Regions from separate parts of the Mus musculus genome. Here all the other regions are linked to region 3. Evidence: chromatin contacts called from public Hi-C and HiChIP or PLAC-seq data. All regions are on one chromosome and are shown on one strand. Each heading gives the region's core, a stretch centred on a gene start, on an enhancer-like site or on the middle of the called end of the contact. The rest is flanking DNA. Distances are from core to core; before and after follow the strand shown. Region 1 overlaps Ankrd17 (ankyrin repeat domain 17). Region 2 overlaps Albfm1 (albumin superfamily member 1). Region 3 has its middle 16 kb from the start of Gm9958.

The links. A called contact is a pair of places that touch in the nucleus more often than the background predicts. HiChIP or PLAC-seq counts read pairs in DNA pulled down with a chosen protein or histone mark.
Region 1: an H3K27ac HiChIP or PLAC-seq map of embryonic stem cells shows a contact between it and region 3, with 8 read pairs. The contact joins two enhancer-like sites. A contact is called at or near these places in 2 of 115 datasets of contacts at active chromatin or transcription factors (embryonic stem cells and extraembryonic endoderm stem cells) and 3 of 9 other capture datasets (adipose tissue, liver and pancreatic islet).
Region 2: a Hi-C map of the Ba/F3 cell line shows a contact between it and region 3, with 2.8 times the contacts expected there. The contact joins two enhancer-like sites. A contact is called at or near these places in 2 of 39 promoter capture datasets (the 3T3-L1 cell line and hippocampal neurons), 1 of 15 datasets of contacts at CTCF or cohesin (the NIH/3T3 cell line), 37 of 484 Hi-C or Micro-C datasets (the AML12 cell line, the Ba/F3 cell line, CD4 T cells and 25 more) and 2 of 115 datasets of contacts at active chromatin or transcription factors (epiblast stem cells and extraembryonic endoderm stem cells).

Annotation. Positions count from the first base shown.
Region 1 is chr5:90,244,126-90,248,706 of GRCm38.p6, reverse strand. It overlaps Ankrd17 (ankyrin repeat domain 17), which reads left to right. Exons shown (of 34, transcript NM_030886.2): 29 at 4,213-4,581. Among named protein-coding and RNA genes, the nearest start is that of Cox18, 22 kb to the right of the region's middle. Within about 2 kb of position 1,971, at least 23 of the 459 cell types and tissues checked have an H3K27ac peak or open chromatin away from gene starts, as enhancers often do. A contact at or near this core is called in embryonic stem cells and extraembryonic endoderm stem cells, where this site is marked.
Region 2 is chr5:90,587,760-90,592,384 of GRCm38.p6, reverse strand. All of the region lies in intron 12 of Albfm1 (albumin superfamily member 1), which reads right to left. Among named protein-coding and RNA genes, the nearest start is that of Gm42109, 5.1 kb to the right of the region's middle. Within about 2 kb of position 3,259, at least 48 of the 459 cell types and tissues checked have an H3K27ac peak or open chromatin away from gene starts, as enhancers often do. A contact at or near this core is called in the Ba/F3 cell line and the G1E-ER4 cell line, where this site is marked.
Region 3 is chr5:90,380,426-90,385,206 of GRCm38.p6, reverse strand. No RefSeq gene overlaps it. Among named protein-coding and RNA genes, the nearest start is that of Gm9958, 16 kb to the right of the region's middle. Within about 2 kb of position 1,661, at least 33 of the 459 cell types and tissues checked have an H3K27ac peak or open chromatin away from gene starts, as enhancers often do. A contact at or near this core is called in the Ba/F3 cell line, the G1E-ER4 cell line, embryonic stem cells and 1 more, where this site is marked.

The sequences.
Region 1 (4,581 bases), core at 722-3,221, 140 kb after region 3:
TCTCCTTTTAGTGTCAAAGCTCAACTCTTTTGCATGACCCCTTCAGTCCTGGGCCAAACTGCATTTAGGGCTGAACCTTCACCAGTGGCCTTCCATGGACTCTCTCAGTGCCAGGCCTCAGCTGCTCATCATGATCTCTTCATGCCTTCAAAACCAGTAGCGCCTGGGTGACTCTTACACATTACCAAAAGACAGCTGCAACAGGGGAAAATACCTTGACAATCTCTGGATCACAACTTCTTTGTGCTCTCAGAAAACACTTCCCAGAAGATTTCACTTTAGTGGTGCTGGTCTCTTAATCACCTCTATTCTATTCTATTCTATTCTATTCTATTCTATTCTATTCTATTCTATTCTATTCTATTCTATTCTATTCTATTCTTGATTGATTGGTTTTTCCAGGGTTTCTCTGTGTAGCCCTGGCTGTCCTAGATCTCACTCTGTAGACCAGGCTGGCTTTGAACTCAGAAATCTGCCTGCCTCTGCCTCCCAAGTGCTGGGATTAAAGGTGTGTGCCACCCAGCTAATTTATTTTTAATTCAAGTTTTTTAAGATTTGTTATAAATACACCATTCTACCTGCATGTATGTCTGCAGTACAGAAGAGAGCACCAGATCTTATTAGAGATAGTTTTGAACCACCATGTGGTTGCTGGGAATTGAACTCAGAACCTCTGGAAGAGCAGCCACTGCTCTTAACCTCTGAGCCATCTCTCTAGCCCCCTCACCACTAATTTCTTATCTCCAGCTAACCAGCATCATTTAATCCAGTAGTCTCTTCTATTCTGGACTCTTAAAGCCAGAGCCAAATAACCAAAGTTGCTGAGTTCTGCTTTTTGCTGGGGCTGGAACATGGCCTACTCTTGTATTCTATTATATTTTCACCAGCTTTCTGTTTCCCAACTCCTTCATTGCCTAAGCTTGGCAGTCCTGGAACTTGCTCTGTAGACTGACTTTGAACTCAGAGAACTAACTTTGAACTCATAGATCTGTATGCCTCTCTCCTAAAACACTGGGATTAAAGGTGTGGTCCACCAAGCCAGGATTTAAGTTTTTGTTCACCTAGAACTTGCTCTGTTGGACCTTGAACTCACATTTTGTCTTCCTCTTCTGGGAGTAAAGGTGTGTACTTCCATGCCTGGCCCTAAACTTAGCTGGGTGGATTTTGCTCCAAGGTCACTCACTACTCCCTTAATTCATTTACTATCTGTGAACACAGGATTCAGCTCCATTTTACTTCTGAGTGCCCCTTTAATATTCCAACCATATATTTTATATTTGTCCTTTCTTCTCAGCTTGTTCCTTTTCATTAAAATGTTTTTCATAAGAGTGAACTTTAGTAACCATACAACAGAAATTACCCCAGGCTGTTTTGAGACTTCCTTTTTCAAAGGAATCTAAATCTCTTGGCCTCAGGCAGACTCCTAGGACAATGCAAAAAAAAAAAAAGTCACATTCACCAAAGAACCACAAAAACAGTCTCTAGGCCACATACTGAAATTCTCCACTAAAACCTCGTGGGTCAGATGGTCACAGTTCAAACCACTCTCAGCAACAAAGTCTTCCACATTCCTTCTAGGATGACCCATTAAGACCCACTTAAAGCATTCCAGTGCTTTCCAAATCCAAAGTCCCAAAATCTACATTCTTCCAAACAAAAACATGGTCAGGCCGATCACAGCAGTACCCCAGTCCCTGGTACCAACTTCTGTCTTAGTGTTTTACTGCTGTGAACAGACACCACGACCAAGGCAACTCTTATAAGAACAACATGTAACTGGCTTACAGGTTCAGAGGTCCATTCAGTCCATTATCATCATGGCGGGAACATGGTGGCATCCAGGCCGGCATTTGCAGGCATTGCTGGGAGTCCTGTTTCTTTATCTGAAGGCTGCTAGCAGAATACTGGCTTCTAGGCAGCTCAGTGAGGGTCATAGCCCACACCCACAGTGACACGCCTACTCCAATCAGGCCACACCTCCAAATAATGCCACTCCCTGGGCCAAGCATAAACAAACCATCACTGGCATCTCCTCAGCCTTTATGTATTTAAAAGATTATAGTTTTAGAAGAGTTGTAATACAGGTATTTAATCTCAGCAGAGGCAGGCTGACAGAACTCTAAGTTTAAGGCCAGCCTGGACTTTATAATGATTTCCAGGACAGCCAGAGCTCTGTAGGGAGACCTTATCCCCCACATACACATCCCATCCCCCAAAGTATGAGTCTTTGGGAATATTATTCTCAGGATTTTTTCTAATGAATACATTCTTATGATATGTTTTAAATAATGTTATAAAAATTTGAGATAGTTAAAAATTTGTCTAGATTCTTGAGTAATAAATTTCTTACACATTTTAAAGCAGGGAGTTATTTTCTCTCAATTACTTTATAGATTTTTGTTGTGAAATGATATCCTTAGAATTTGAACTTATTAATGTAACATAATCAGTAGTGGCAGTGTAAATATTTAACCTGAAAACTCAACAAGTGTGTCTGCTGAAATACTCCAAGAATAAAGATGACAGTTTACGACATTATAAGGATGCAAAAGCTGTACTTAAAATAGCTATAGTATAAGTACATTTTGAAAAGCGGGTTCTCAGGGTAGGGTCGGAGGAGAGATGGCCCAGCAGCTAAAAACACTGACTGCTCTTCCAGAGAACTAGGTTTCGATTCCCCTCACCCACACGGCAGCTCACAACTGTCTATAACTCCAGTTCCAGGGTATCCAGACATGCAGGCAAAACACCAATGCCCATAAAATAAAAAGTAATAAATTATTTAAGAGAGAGAGAGAGAGAGAGAGAAGGAAAGAGAGAGAGAGAAAGAAAAAGGGAGGGAGGGAGGGAAGGAAAAGTGGGTTTTCAACTGAGTGTATACTAGGACTTACAGGTTTTTTTTTCTTTAAAGTAGGGAGACATTTAATCCATTTCATTTTCACCTTTTCCTCTGCTAGATTAACTTGCAGAATCCAGAGGAAAGGCAAGTAAATACCCTTTCTGGGTCATTTGTTCTTGAGGTTTCCATATGTAAACTTAAATCGGGCGTTTTCCTGAAGAGCCAACGTTCTAGTTTGCTGTCATTGTTGTTGCTGGCATTGTTAGAATTCCTCACTTGTTTTGAGAGGTTGTCCTCCAATGCTGTTCATAGGGAAGCCATTTAGGCAGTAAACTTATCTCAGATACTAAGATCAACGACCAAATCCTCTTCCCTTGCTTAGTTGTAAAGTGTTTCATGTTTACTTGAACATTGGTGTTTTGTTTTTTGATTTTACAGTGTTAAAAATTGAATGTAAATTCTCACCAATGAGCTACAATTCCAACTTTTTTTTTTTTTTTTTTTTTTTTGTTTTTGAGACCGGGTTTCTCTGTGTAGCCCTGGCTGTCCTGGAACTCACTCTGTAGACTAGGCTGGCCTTGAACTCAGAAATCCGCCTGCCTCTGCCTCCCAAGTGCTGGGATTAAAGATGTGCGCCACCACTGCCCGGCCAATTCCAACTTTTTAATAAGATTGTTTTAAATATTCATCACCCTTTTTGAGGCAGGCTTTCTATGTAACTCTTTACTAGGCTATGTCTTAAGTGTTAAGATTAAAGTCTTGCACCAACACTCTAGGCTTACCTTCTTTTCCCCTTTTTCTTTTAAGGCCTGCTCTCAGTAAGTAACTCAGGCTGGCCTGGAACTCACAGATCATTCTTCTGCTGGTACTATTGGCATTGAGTACCAGTTCTAGTTATTGACCGTATATTTATCTTCAAAATATTATTGTAGGCCACACAAGCTTTTATGTATAATCTGTTTCCTAATGATAAATCATGTTACAATAGGAGAAATAACATTTTAGTCTAAGGAAACAATGGGAAGATTTTTTTTTCTTTAAAAATAAAATAGAGGCTGGGACAGTGGCTTAGGAGTTAAGAGCACTTACTGCTCTTATAGAAGACATGGTTTCCAACACTTACTTGGTGGCTTACAACTGTCTAAACAGTTATACATGTGGACATAATCTTTTTTTTAAGTCACTTAAGGGGTGTGTGTGTGTGTGTGTGTGTGTGTGTGTGTGTGTGTGTGTGTTTGGTTTACCTGTTTAATGTGTGTTTATACATGCATACATGTAAATGTCTACATGAGAATGATAGACTGTACTACTAGAAAGTAGTGAAATTAAGGCTAATTTGGGGGCCATTTTTTTATCTGTTGATCAACATGCAGGGGTGGCACTGAATCAACAAGACAAGCAACTCAGTTGATCAATGCTTTGATCAAGGATCCAGACAAAGAAATTGATGAACTTATTCCAAAGAATCGTTTGAAAAGCTCCACAGCAAATTCCAAAATCGGGTCCTCAGCACCTACCACCACTGCTGCTAACAGTTCCTTAATGGGGATCAAAATGACAACTGTAGCTCTGTCGTCGACATCTCAGACTGCCACTGCACTCACCGTTCCTGCCATCTCTTCTGCATCCACTCACAAAACCATTAAGAACCCTGTGAATAATGTGAGGCCTGGGTTTCCAGTTTCTCTTCCATTAGCATATCCTCCTCCACAGTTTGCACACGCTTTGCTTGCTGCTCAGAC
Region 2 (4,625 bases), core at 2,010-4,509, 210 kb before region 3:
AAATGCTTCCTGCCCTCTTCTGTCTCCTGGCCACTACCACTCGCAAATCCCAAACATGTGTGATACAGAACAGGCCCCGGGCAACTGTCAGCATGGTCACCAGCTGGGCAGATTGGGCTCTAGAAACAAGGTAAGGAGAACACAGCCCTCCAGCTCACCAACTCAAATGGTGTCCACAGGTCCTACAAACTCTGGGTGGGTGTCGACTATGAACTTGACACGAGGCATTAAAAGCAGATGTCCATCTTGGCATGGTGCCTGGCTAGCACACTTCCTTAAAAGTCCTGTTTCTGTCAAACATGATGGCGCATACCATGAATCCCGGCATTTGGGAGGCAGAGCCAAGAGGATCTCTATGCATTCAAAGACATCCTGGTCTCAGGTTTAATGGTGCATACCTTTAATCCCAGCACTTGGAAGGCAGGGCCAAATAGATCTCTCTGAGTTCGAAGCTAGCCTGGTTTACATATGGAGTTCCAAGTCAGCGGAGCCATGTAGTGTGACCCTGAATCAGAACACAAAAATTCCTATCTTCTCTACCCCCAAAGCCACACCTTCACCTCACCTGAGGACACAGACTGTTGAGGCAGTGTGACTATCATTAGTGAGACAGCACTAAACTTCCAGAAGACTGACACGGCCTACTTCTAAGAAGTTCCGTGGCAGAGCCAAGGGAATTCAGGCCATGTCATCTAAGCTGACGTTTCCCTAGCTCTGGGTCCTAGGAATTTAGGTAAAAGCAGATATGGTGACAGAGAGTACAAATTAAAATTTCTTCATAGTAATTTATAATAGAAAGTGAAGATAATGTCCAAGTGCAACAATAGTAAAAGGTTAGAGTCATATAACAGAACATTACAGGATCATTAAAATGCCATTGTGAAGAATAACTAGTGACAGAATGTATATAAAATATACAGTGTAATGTTTTAAAGAAAAAATGTAAAATGATGGGGGTAGCAGGCAGCTTTTGGCGTATGTTACTCTTTGCTGTATCTCAGCCTTTGTACCTATAATTTTATTTATAATTTCAGTGTTACGATTTCTGTCTTCACCTGAAAGTGTCCTTCATTTTGCTTTTGTAACAGGGGTTTCAGATTCCTTGGCTATAACTCACAAATCGGTGGGGTGAGCTTCCATCGTAAAAGCTGAGTGAGAAGTCTACCTAATGAGAGATGCTTGGTCTTGGGAAGCCGGGAGACAGCTCTGTAGTTGCCTGCTAGGTCTCCTTTCATTAGACTCAGTTCTGAATCATGGGGGGGGGGGGGGGGGCAGCAAACTCGTTGAAAAAGTATCGAGAAAGTGTTTTCTCGAAAGTCCTGCAAATCATTAAGGCCCATCAGCTCGGCCATGGCGGACCCCGCAAGCGCAAGCACGTCACCCTGGGAGGGGGGAGGGACGCCAGCCTTGTGGGTGGTGGCAGGGGCTGCAGGCCAGGACTTCTCCCTGTGAGTCTGGAGTAGTGCCAGGGTGGCATGCCTAGAGAGCCTCTGGGGGCTGTGAGGAGGTGGAGTGCTTCACAAACTCCCCCACTGAGAGACAAAGGTGATGGCTGGCAGGGAAATGCTACAACAAGCAGGCTGTAGCAAGAGCCGGCAGGACCTGCATTACTAACCATAGTGAACCCAAAGACGGGTGAGCAGGAAGCAGTTGAAAGTGTGCGCCCACCATACAAGTATGGCATCATAGACTTCTGTGTTACACATGCATTTATGATGTGTGTCTCCACACTGTTGGGCTTAAATGATATTTTTTTTCTCTATTTGTCTATATTTTACAAATGATCATAGTTACCTTTATCATAAAAAGAATCAATTTTTTTGCCGGGGGGTGGTGGCGCACACCTTTAATCCCAGCGCTTGGGAAGCAGAGGCCGAAGAGTCAATTTTTTGTTTTGTTTTGTTTTTTGTTTTTTCGAGACAGGGTTTCTCTGTGTAGCCCTGGCTGTCCTGAAACTCGCTCTGTAGACCAGGCTGGCCTCGAACTCAGAAATCTGCCTGTCTCTGCCTCCCAAGTGCTGGGATTAAAGGTATGCACCACCACTGCCCGGCTCTCAATATTTTTTTTAAATCAGAATATAATATAACATAATCTTTCTTGCCAACTGTTCTGTCCATATTCAGCCTTCATTCTTAAGTAGACCTAACCGGAGTCCGTCTCCAATGAAGACAGCGTGTTTGTGTCTCTGTGCCATTTAATCTACATAATGTGGGTATATAATCCAACCAGTTTATACCACCTTTGAATGATAACTATCAGATTCTAACAAATTGACTATTCGGAGTAAGGAGCACAGAATTCTTCCCATTGCAGTTGGGTCAGCACACACACACACACACACACACACACACACACACACTCCTACTAAAGCAATTGCTTGTGGCACTGAAGTATCTGGGCCACGTACCAGGAGATGAGTCTAACCTGAGTCCCAGGCCACAGAAACAGACATACATGTGAGTGTATTTGTCAGAGAATCTGAAGCTCGTGGGAGCAGCAGGACTAGCCTGTCAGGCAGGTCCAGAGAGCCTCCTGTCTCTGCCTCTGTTGTTGCAGGTGTTTGAAGCTTCACTTAGGTTCTGTAGGTGTGCTGAAGGTGAAACTCGGGTCTCATGCTTCTACCGTAAGCACGTTAGCCCCACCCCCAGCCGTCTCTCCAGACCTAGAACTGGCTCGTCCTATAGTTGGAAATGTATACACGTTGACAAGCATTTCCTTATTTCTCTTACTCTAGTGTTACTTGGAAAACTTCAGATCATGAACCCTGGCAACCTACACCACAGGACTTCTCTGTTTCTAAGCATGATGGAGGTGGTGATGGCGATGATGGCGATGATGGGGATGATGGGGATGGTGGCGATGATGGTGATGGTGGTGGTGGTGATGGTTGTGGTGTTGATAATGGTGACGGTGGTGATGGTAGGTCCACCTGCACCCATTTTTAACTATGTTCTTCCATCAGAATCCCCTTCCCTCCTGACACCCACACGAAAAGGGTACCTCACCCCAGCTCTCTTACATATACAGGGACGGTCTTGACTATCCTAATGAAGTCTTCAGTTATAATGAAGCTTCCTCACGTACACTCCCCTCTCTCTTCTGACTCACAACTGCGAGTTCCCAAACACCTCCTCACACCTCTCAAGGGCTCTAGTCTCATCTCTGGAAATAGCTTTTTCTCCTCGCTCCAGGCTTGCTTTCCGCCGGCCCGGCAGCTAGTTCATGGATGCAGTTCTCAGAATGGCCAATAGAGGGAGGAAGAGCACAAGAGCTGAGGATGGAAGTTCACCCCGAAACAAGAAGAAATGGCCTTCCCTATGGATGATGGGCGAGAATGGGTCTCCCATCGCCCGAATTCAGGACATCTGGAAATGAGGTTCAGAACGAGAACCTCGGGGAGTCGTTACTTCTGACCACTCCGAACACAAAAGCTGCCGTTTCTGTAAGGGCGATGGGCGTGGGAGGGCTCTACTGGCTCGAAGCAGAGCTCACCCCCACTGAGGTCACACCCAGGGGTTCCTTTCGAAGCTGTTTACCTCTTCTGTCCTCTCTGCTCCTCAACCCCAGTCTCTCCCAGGCAGCCTCTGCTCCACTTGTATTCTCAATATTTCAGTTTTTTAGTTTACCTTTACATTTTTTATGTCCAATTTTGACCCTAATTACTACCAATTTGTTTCCAGGTTTTTGTTTCCACAGTTTTCAATTTTCACTAAATTATCTATCATTTCCTTTAAAGCAAATCCTTCTATTTATATGCTATTTAAAATTAACTTTCACATTAGTTTTCATACTTGCTTTCAAATAGTTTCTTCGACGGTCTAGTATCTAGTTTCTTTTTCTTTTACTAAGTACTAGGGAGTAAAGACAAGCCTTACTCGTGCTTGGGATGAACATATACTGTATACTGCGCATATACACTGAGCTATATCCCCAGACCTTTTAAAAATAATTTTTCAGATTTAGAGACAGCCTCACTACATATGTAAGTCAGACTGGCCTCACTCACTGTGTAGCCCAGGCTTGCCCAGAACTCTGCAGTCCCTCTGAATAGTTAGGACTCCAGGTTCCTTCCAGCAGGCCCAGCTTCTATTTCCTGTTAACCTGTTACTCTTCAGTTTTCCTATGCCCTCAGCTTCTGCTTCCTGCCCCTGTTTCGTGGTCTCAGAGTGAGACCTGCTTTCTCATCCCCTCGTTTCTTCATAACTAGAACGGTGCAATGATGTTACCTGCCTCGGAGACTTGCAGTGAGGATTTGATGAAGTAATAACACAGTGCTACCTAGCTGTGTCTCTTCTTCAAGGAGCAGCAAACCTTGCTTTCTAGAGTAGAAATTAACTTCTTTCTTGTATTCTCACATGGAGCCTGGGCTAATTGTCACTAAGTTACAGTAGCCTTTAGCAGAAAGATACAGTATTTAGCTTATGCTGTTTAGTGTAAATGCTATAGGCATAGATACATTTCTGTGGTCATATGCAAGTCTGCAAAGTGTTGCTCATCTCCGTTCTCTACTTTCCCTGGACTTTCAACTACAAACTAAGAATGTAACTAACAGCTTTACCTGATCGTCACATAACCATCAAGTAGAAAGAATGTGTCCATTCTTATTATAAGAGGAAGAAAAGGGA
Region 3 (4,781 bases), core at 412-2,911:
TTCCCCTTCTAAGAAGGATCGAAGTATCCACACTTTGGTTTTCCTTCTTGAGTTTTATATGTTTTGTAAATTGTATCTTGGGTATTCTGAGCTTCTGGGCTAATATCCACTTATCAGTGAGTGCATATCATGTGTGTTCTTTTGTGGTTTGGTTACCTTACTCAAGATAATATCCTCCAGACCCATCCATTTGTCTAATAATTTCATGAATTCATTGTTTTTAATAGCTGTGTAGTACTCCATTGTGTAAATGTACCACATTTTCTGTATCCATTTCTCTGTTGAGGGACATTTGGGTTCCTTCCAGCCTCTGGCTATTATAAATAAGGCTGCTATGAACATAGTGGAGCATGTGTCCCTATTACAAGTTGGAACATCTTCTGGGTATATGCCCAGGAGTGGTACTGCTGGATCTTCTGGTAGTACTATGTGCAGTTTTCTGAGGAACAGCCAAACTGATTTCCAGAGTGGTTGTACCAGCTCGCAATCCCACCAGCAATGGAGGAATGTTCCTCTTTCTCCACATCCTTGCCAGCATCTGCTGTCACCTGAGTTTTTGATCTTAGCCATTCTGACTGGTGTGAGGTGGAATCTCAAGGGTTGTCTTGATTTGCATTTCCCTGATGATTAAGGAGGTTGAACATTTTTTTTAGGTGCTTCTCAGCCATTCCTCAGTTAAGAATTCTTTGTTTACCTCTGTACCCCATTTTAATAGGGTTATTTGGTTTTCTGGAGGGGTTTATTTTATTGTATTTGGGTTTGTTGTTGTTGTTTGTTTGTTTGTTTGTAGAGACAGGATCTTACTGTGTATCTCTGGCTGTTCTGGAGCTCACTTACATAGACACTCCAACCACTCACTCTAGGCCCTGTTCTATTTTTGGGAAAGGGGATTGGATCTTCTATTCTGATCTTTTGCTTGGTATGTTGCCTTATGTGTCAGAATCATTCTGTTTTTGTCACTATGGCTCTGTAGAATACTTTGAGATTGGGTATTGCGATCCAGTGTTTTTTTTTCTGCTTAGGATTGTGTTAGCTATTTAGAGTTTCTGTGTTTCCATGTGAGTTTTGAAATTTGTTTCTAACTCTGTGAAAAAAAAATAAATGGCATTAGGACTTTAATGGGATTTCACTGAATCTGTAGTTAGCTTTTAGCTTATTTCATTATATTAATTCTGCCTATCCATGAACAAAGGAGAGCTTCTTACCTTCTAGTGTCTTCATTAATTTTTCTTTCAACATCTTAAAGTTTTCTGTGTAAAGAACTTTCACCTCCTTGGTTAAGTTTATTTCTAGGTATTTTTTTTATAACTAATGTGAGAGAGATTTTCTTCCTTCATTTTCTTAGAAAGAAAATGGTCACAGTTATAGAGTTGATAAGTCATATGTCTTAGTCATCAATCTTACAGGGAAATTAGCTGTATAGTAAAAGTTTTATGTACCCTTTTTTCAAATCAGAAAATATAGACACAATTCCCATTGGTTTTCTTTATGCATAGTACACCACTATCTTTGATACAAGCCAGATCCTGGAGGAGATCCAAAATGACTCAAAGCAGGTATGGACATCCCTGGATACAAAGTTTCTACCGTTTGTATAGCTGCCACCACCTGGCACCACACAAGTCTCCAATGTTGATACACAGTGAGTAAGCAAGCCTTCTACTAGAAGATCAGCTGATTTCAGTATCTAGCCACAAGTCCTTAAAATGTTTTTCCTGTACCTTTCACCAGTACTTGCCTTGTTTGACAAAGTATTTCCCACTCACCACTTCTTATCATTTTCTTGCATTTCCTTTTTGCAGATCAATAGACATGTCCTCTGTCTTCCAGACTTAAGTAAGGAGCTAAGAATGGCAGCCAAGTCTTACAGAGATATCTCCAGTAGGGGGCCACCTTCCCAGGGCCACAGTGGGTAGAGAGTAAAACTACATGCAACAGTCTCCGGATCACCTTTAGAAACATGTCTGAGCTTGTCCTCTGTTCTCTTACTTTAACTGTAAGCACTCTCTCCCTTGAAGACACAACCTTCCCTCAGCCCCTTTTAAGGGCAGAACTGTGGACAGGTAAGAAAGAAGGTTTTCTCTGATGACTTTCATTTTCTTAGCAAAGCTTGAGAGGTGAGCATTTTTATAAAGTGACTGGCTAGTTGAAGCATCCATAATTTGAGCAGTATTATAGTCTATCTCTAACCAATCAGTAAGCCTTATTAACTCACTTCTACATTTTACTTGAATTCCACCACTGCTACTGACCTCCCTGCTTAGGTAATGGTCTAAGACAGCATAGTATCTTTCTTGGATCTACCAAGTTAGCCTCCAGCTAGTAGACATGTGTCCTTTGGGCTACTTCCACAGAGGCAACTAACATCTTCAAAGCACAGATCATAGCATGCTCTGAAATACATCTCCTTCCCAGTGTACCTTTCTTTGAATAAAGATAGAAATCCTTACAATACCACTCTATGACTGTCCTTTTAATTCATTTTATGGTGTGTGTGTGTGTGTGTGTGTGTGTGTGTGTGTGTGTGTGTATGTTCTGCATGCATACTTGTGCCCCTGGAAGTCAGAAGGATAGCAGATCCCTTGGAGTGGTAGTTATAGGGGGTTGTAAGCCACATGACATTAGCCCTGGGATCTGAACTGTGATCTTCTGGCAGAGCAGTAAACACTCCAACTGGTGAGCCATTCTTCTAGGCCCTCTGATTAGCCTTTGCTTGCTTCTTAGACCCACCTGGCAACATGATCTCCATAGTTCTCTGAAGTAGTGAGAATAACAACCTCTTTTCATTCTTTGGCACTGGCATGATTTAAGCTTTAGGCACATCAGGGCCCAGGCCTGATTTTGTTCACTGTTGTATCAAGTTCTAGTCCCATAATTAGTACATACATGGTAGGTTCTCAATAAGTGTCTCTTGAATACCTGAAAAATTTAGCTCACTACTCTTGAAGATGAAGAAGATGATTCAGACTCTGTGATTCCACTCACAGCAGCTACCCAGTGCTCAGGACTGTTCCTTAATCTATACAATAATGAGTTGCTTGATTTGTAAAACAGAAACTCTTCACTTTGAGGATAGATATAGATATAGATATAGATATCCTAGATTTATTGTAATAGCTCTAGCTCTTCACTAGGAATCCAGTGCCTTTGCAACCTACTCTGAATACTGAAGAGAAGCAAAAAACAAACAACAACAACAACAACAAAAAAACCCCAAGAATCAATCAAACAAACAAAAACAGTGAGCAGTGATCTGGACTTTGCCATTGCATCTATGAGAATGGTATTAATAAAGTAAAACTATATGAATAACTACTGATGAGAATCTTCATGTACGGCCCACTGATTTTGAGAGAGTCAGTGTGGCTCCTGACCAGAGGTGGGTGCTGCCTCCTTGCAGAATCGTAAAAATAAAGTGCTTTGGAGTGAGAGTGACCATTGGTACATTTTTTGAGCAAGCCAAGAATCAAAAACAGGAAACCAAATACTGCCAAGTCTAGTGAAAAGGACAAGAGCACAGCTATAGATCTGGAGTGGAGCCAGAGGCAGACTCCAGATGTCTGCAGGCTCAGTGAGTGCGAACATGGAAGGAGGAGGCCCATGAATAGTAATCCTTACGAGAAGACCATAGCAGTCAAGTGCCTGGGTGACGTGCCAGGTCTTGCTAACTTACAGCACACAATTGGAACACAAACTCCCCTTTCTGATTTCCTTTCTCATATATATTTTCTGGATATGAGAAAAATTATATTTGCATTTTTGTTTTCCCATTATATACCCCCAGTTCCTTTAGACCACTCCAACTCCTCTTATATTAATATATATTCCTGTCTAGACTCTGGATATTAGGAGAAAAGTGGGATTTGCCTTTCTGGGTTTGGCTTGTTTTGCCTAGCACAGTTATCTCTAGTTCTAGACATTTTCCTAGAAATGACATCATTCTATCTTTGCTTAGAGCTGAATAAACTTCCACTGTGTATCCATCCATCTCTTGAAAGACATCTAGGCTCATTTCTTACCTTAGCTATTGTGACTAGAGTAAAAATAAATATGTAAGAGTGTAAAAGGAGAGAGAGAGAGAGAGAGAGAAGAGAAGAGAAGAGAAGAGAAGAGAAGAGAAGAGAAGAGAAGAGAAGAGAAGAGAAGAGAAGAGAAGAGAGACGGAGGGGGGAAATGAGATGAGAGAGAGAATGTGTGTGTGTGTGTGTGTGTGTGAGAGAGAGAGAGAGAGAGAGAGAGAGAGAGAGAGAGAGAGAGAATGAGAAAGAGAGAAAGAGAGAGAGAAATTGAGAGAGATTGAGAGACTCTTTCCAAAGAGAATGTAAGAATGTCCAGGGGAAACCCTGGAAAATCTAATCGTGTTCTCTAACCGGTTCCCTAGAATCAGACCTACATAGTCACTACTGACTTCTGTGTAATATGGACAGCTTCAGGCTGTCTGGCCCCTCACTTGTAGAGCATTAAGTGCTCTAGATTGATTATGGTCTTTCCTTATTGTCTGCTTGCATGGACTCAGCTCATGACTTGCCATTGTCTCCTGGTCTTTTCTCCAACCTCCAACACTGACTCTTCACATCGACAACATTTCAACCACTTGACCTTTATACATTTTCTTCAGTCAATCACTTGTCCCTAACTTGTGCTTCATTTTTCTTCTAAAAGTTTCAGATTAATCTACCCGATTAATTACATCTGGATCTGGTAAACTTCATTGCCTGGTATGCTGCCTAACTTGTCCCAAACCTTCCGATAGTAGCAAAAATGGGAACTATATTTATTTA